Regions from separate parts of the Zea mays genome. Here region 1 is linked to region 2. The links are chromatin contacts, called in public Hi-C maps. All regions are on one chromosome and are shown on one strand. Each heading gives the region's core, a stretch centred on a gene start, on an enhancer-like site or on the middle of the called end of the contact. The rest is flanking DNA. Distances are from core to core; before and after follow the strand shown.

Region 1 (2,762 bases), core at 161-2,660, 160 kb after region 2:
ATGATACTTACAATGAAGGTGTCATTGAAGGATGCAAAGATGTGAGCGACACCAAAGACATACTCTCCTTCACGGACAGTGGGTCCAAGGGTGACGTTCTCCTCCTTGGGCTCCCTGGTCTTCCTCCTCGACTGCAAACACATACAACTATAAGATGACACTGGGACAAGTTAGCCTGGATTGCTATGTTGTCGTGCTAACAACCTCCAGAAACTATTCCACAGTACAATTAAGCCTGAATTGATATGTTGTCCCTGTAAGAGCCTAAGAGCTTCAAAAGGATAGTAATAGTAATTGAGCACGATCCACTAATCAAGCTAACCACTTCAGGACCTCAAACAAAACTTGCATTGCATGAAAACTGATAGTTGATTTGCTCTAATAAAAAGCTACTAAAAATTGTACTGCATGAAAACTGATAGATGACATTCAGCAGCAAACCAGCTCGGTCCACTGATCAAGCCAACCATTTCAGGACCTCAAACAAGCCTTGCATCACGATGTATATGAAATAATTGAAATTTTGCCACTTGAAACGTTGCCTCCTTGTTATAATTACCCATGTGTCTAAGAATTGTGGCTCCATCTATGTCTATCAATTGTAGGGTCCATCTGTGTCTATGAAATAGAGAATCTGATATTTGCCATCACCACGAAACACGTTTGTAAAATTGCCATCAGACCCACACATTTCATAGACACATATGGACACACAATTTATAGACACAGTGGTAATTATAACATGCCGGCAACGTTTTATGTGGCAAAATTCCAATTATTTCTGGTGGTAGCAGAACGTGTTTTGTTATAATGGCAAATATCAAATTCTCTCGATGTATATAGCCAACAGTTATCCTAACAAAACATATACTTTCCAGCTCCGTGTGCAAATCAACCCAAGCCAAAGGGCAAAGGCCCACATAACCAGCATTTCTCACTCTTAATTTGTAATAGTAGATTCTAATCATATCTATGCTTCACCAATTTAACAGCACATCTCAAATATTTTGGCAGATAAAAAAGGTTCAACAAGAAAACTCATAAATCGTGATCAGATTAGAAAATATGTTGCCACAGCATCACTTCAATCTTCAACTCAGGAGTAGGAGTAGCAGTCAACAAATGTAACCAAGCACAGATGTCAAATTGCAATTTATCAGATACAATCCACCACGGGCAACCAGCCAAAACAACAGTAGCCCTAGTCAACAGCCAAACCTACGCTCTTAACCCATCTCTAAACAAAAACAATCGAATCCAGCGCTACCGTGCTTGCAGCCGGATCCGAATCCACCGCTACCGTGCTTGCACCTACGTCCGCTTGCGAGCAATAAGCAGACGAGAAGAGGCTCGCTTACCATGGTTGCGTGGAGCGACGGGTGACCGGAGCGGAGGCACGCCTTGGGTTGAGATCACGAGCACGCCGGCGCCGCCGAAACTTCCGTGCGGCGACGGATGAGTGGTGCTGGTTTATATACGAGGCCGCAGCCCATTAGGGTTTAGTAGACCCAGCCCAAAGAAATTTCCTCTTTTGCCCTCTCTCTCTCTTCTGTCAATGCGGCTGGGCCCCATCTCTTACACGAGGACCGTGCTATTAAACAATTTTTAGGCTATATGGTCTGGACAAAATACAGCTCATTTTAGTGTCGTCCACTTTATGGACTCGCTCCAACTAGGGGTGGAAGTTCGGGTTACCCGAAATTTTCGGGTCGGGTAATTCGAGTTTTTAAAATTTCGGGTTTTAATAATCGATACTCGAAATTACAACGGGTTTTTCAATACCCGAAAATTCGGGTACCCGGAATTTCGGGTTCGAGTTCGGGTATTCCCGAACTATCCGAACTATTGTGTTGGCTTCATAAAAACACATACACCCTATTAAATTAGTATAAAAATATAGTTTGAATAATGATATACATGGACATATAAACACAAGCAATCTACAATCACAAGTTATGCACACTTACACATAATTATAGATGTACAAATTAATAATTAAGCATGACATGAGTACATGACACATGAAAGTTCGGGTAATTCGGGTATTTCGGGTACCCGATTGTGATACCCGAATTACCCGAAATAATTTCGGGTTTTGCAAGTTGCTACCCGAAATTCCCGAACAAAATTCGGGTTTCGGGTATTTCGGGTTCGGGTTCGGGTATTCCGGGTTCGGGGTTTTTGCCCAACCCTAGCTCCAATAGTGCAAGTAGCCAGTAGAGTTGCTTGGTGCTGGTGAATCTGACTCATTTTTATGATCTTTGAGTTCAGGTGGGAAGAGGGGGCAATGAAAGGGAAATTGACCTAATCATTTACTATAATCGATTTTGGTGCTTGACATCCAACACAAATCATATGGACTAACTAGTTTGTCTAGATATCATTTATCTCAGGTGCATAAGTGTCGGCGTTTCGAGACAGGGGGGTCCCTAAGCCGACGAGTGAGTGTGCTGCGTGCCCCAGCCCAGATGGGTCGAGCGCGTGGGCGAGCGCGGAGGGGGGAGAGGCGAGGCGGCCGGAGCCGAGCGTGAGAGAGGTGGAAGTCCCGCGGCCTTCGTGTTCGTCCCGCGCCCAGGTCAGGTGCGCTTGCAGTAGGGGGGTTACAAGCGTCCACGCGGGTGAGGGAAGCGAGCGGCCCCAAGAGAGCGCCTGTCCCGTCCTCGGTCCCGCGCGGCCAACCTTCTCTGAGAAGGCCCTGGTCCTTCCTTTTATAGTTGTAAGGAGAGGATCCAGGTGTACAATGGGGATGTAGCAGAGTGCTA
Region 2 (2,805 bases), core at 89-2,588:
GTAGCTAGCAGCAATCCATATACTGGCAACAGCAACGATGTAAATCAACCCTAGGCACCATCTCCACGAGTCTGTGCTCGTAATTTTGGTCCACATGCTAATGCTGCTTCTGCTGCCATCAGCACGCTCCGAACTTCCTGTTAAGATTGCAGACCATAAGTCCAGCATTTGGTGTAGAAAAACCAATTCGCTAAGAGCGTGGAGCATCTGTTCATCTAGAGTACTAGGAACAAAACTTAGGCAGAAGAGCATATATCTTCAGTTTGGAAGATTAAGGGCATCAACTACAAGTTGGTCCGCGACCTGCATATCCCCGCCTATGGCCCATTAAGGGCTAGTTTGGAAACTCAAATCCTCTTCGGGATTGAAGGGGATTGGAGAGGAAATTAGTTCATTTCTATCTCAATTTCCTCCAATCCTGAAGGGGATTTGAGGTTCCCAAAATAGTCCTAACAGTAACAAATCGCTTCTTTTGTTCAAATGCTGTGCCCGATTCATTCATTGCAAGCCAAGGAAGGACTCCTAAGTCCTACTGAAAACTAACCCCCACAGCAAGATTGGCGCCCATTGCTATGACAAACACTGTAGTAGACTAGTAGTGATAGCGAATGAGAAGATGAGAAAAGCACGCAAAATGATTCTATCATCCAAGTATGACGAAACCACTTGCTAGGAAATTTAATTTATTGACAAGAGCCGAGTTACCTGATGCGGAAATGGAATCGTGCTGGGATGACGAGCCCATGAATCCGAGCTCTATAGATACCGCCACGTCGCCGAACGACCAGGATCCAAGATTTCCCCACCGGCCCCCTCGGCAGCCTCACACTGCCTCAGCGAGCCACGCACCGGGCCATCCGCGAGCAATAGCGGCGGGGTTGTACGCGCCTACCAACGACCCTGCGGCCAGGCGTACGAGGCACAGCGCCGGCGCGGCCACAGGGCCTTATCGAGCTCGGCGGTGCATTCGCACGCGGATTCGGAAGATGCAGCAGTAGATCTAACCTTTGTAGAATCTGGAGCAGTTCATCCCTGGGGGCGGGCGCACGCCGTGCGTCCGCTTTGCGCGCCGGAAGCGGCCGAGAACACCCTATGAAGTCGCCGCCGCGTCCGCTGACGAACCACGAATCTGTCTCCTTTCCGTTGAGCAGAGAAGTGATCAGCAGCGGTGATCAGAATGGCTCGGCGACAGCCCAGATTCGAGCGGTGAGCAGAGAAGTGATCAGCACCGGCCGGCCACGGAGAGGCGAGGAGCCGGGGCGATAGGGAGACGACAAGCGCCAACGATACGGCCGTCTGGACTCTCGAGGGTCGGTGCGGCCATTTTTTTTTTTTTTGCCCTTTTTGGTTTTTTTTTTTGCATAATTATGTCCCTGTCAGTTTCTTTTTAAAAATGGACCCCTAGCTCGACGCCGTCATCATTGGCGCCGAGCTTGTGTGTGCCGGTGGCAATATTATTGGCGTGCATACGTCAGATGGAGGGATACCGGAGAATCTACGTGGCACATACCTCGGCACCATATATCTTGGCGCCGAGGTAGGCGCCGCCGGTCAATGACGCCTACCTCGGCGCCAAGATCTATGGCGTCGAGGTACGTGCCTATAAATAGAACCCTACGTTCGACTGATTTTGTGTGTTCATTCCTATTCTTCGAAACTAGAGATATCATCCTGATTTATAGGATATCTAGGCGTGGTAAATCTGCTAAACAAAGGTAAGTGTTGGATCCGCCTCTTATTTTATGAGTCTATTATATTTGTGATTGTTATAGAGCTTATGGAAATTTAGGAAGGGTCCTTTGACCGGAATTGCCTTCGACCCGCTGCCTTTGCCAAGTGGTGTTCCAGTGTCTATGTGTTTTTGTGGTGATCCTTGTAAGGTTTATAAGTCTGAGGATCATGACACCTATCGACAGAGGTATTGGATGTGTGCTAACTTTGCATTTGAGCCAACTATTGTTCAACGTCAGATGAATTTAATGGTGAGAATAGTCTTGTAATATGTTAACAATTTGAAGACTCGGAGTGGCGAATGTTTTTTTACCTACTAATAATTGCATGTTTTGTAGACTCCTCCACCGCTATGTGATTTTGAGCAGTGGATTGGCACAGAAATATCAGGGAAAGACAAAGAAGTGGTTGGAGAATCTTAAAAAGTCGCACCCTGGTACCAAGCTTGGTACCGCCTGTAGTCACTATTGTTGTGTAACTCATCGTTGGAATATACATTCTCAGCACCCAAATCCCATTAATTCATAAATATCAGATGATGTTGACGGAAGTCTGTTATCTTCTTTTGCTTTCGCCAGTCAAATCTACACACAAATCATATCATATAAAGAACACAAAGTTGCGAATGATTGATGTTATAAATTGCAAACTGGAATAATTGAATTTATAGATTGCAAACTTACTTGTGTAGCTCCTTAGAAGTAGGAATATCTTCAACCGGCCATATCTGGTTCCTACCAAACTGTCTCTGAACCCTGTGAGGTAGGTGCCACTCAATACACCAGAAACAGATCATAGGACATTGCATCATATAGAGTTCATCTTCACTGCTGCATACTTCACTAAAGATCATCTCATCCAACTCAGGTGCGTTGTATGGCTGCCATGTGACCTGAAATAAAAATGAAGCAATCTATGTTAAGTATAATAAAACAAATTTCATAACGATAAGATATACATGTTGAGTACTTACGCTAGAGGCCGAAAGCGTGTCAAACTCGTTAACATACTCCATGTATGCCCTCTTAGCTTTGGCAAAAGGAGCTGCCACTTGGTCCCAAATATAAGCATACG

The links. Hi-C and Micro-C count contacts between places; a contact is called where the count stands out from the background.
Region 1: a Hi-C map of tassel shows a contact between it and region 2, with 3 times the contacts expected there. The contact joins the promoter of LOC100192550 here to the promoter of LOC103629629 in region 2. A contact is called at or near these places in 8 of 25 Hi-C or Micro-C datasets (bundle sheath, ear, endosperm and 4 more).

The regions. Positions count from the first base shown.
Region 1 is chr6:99,765,642-99,768,403 of Zm-B73-REFERENCE-NAM-5.0, forward strand. It overlaps LOC100192550 (40S ribosomal protein S14-like), which reads right to left and starts at 1,411. Exons shown (of 6, transcript NM_001137768.1): 1 at 1,359-1,411; 2 at 12-131. The coding sequence starts at 1,361.
Region 2 is chr6:99,605,692-99,608,496 of Zm-B73-REFERENCE-NAM-5.0, forward strand. It overlaps LOC103629629, which reads right to left and starts at 1,339. Exons shown (of 5, transcript XM_020539316.3): 1 at 706-1,339; 2 at 1-137. The coding sequence starts at 745.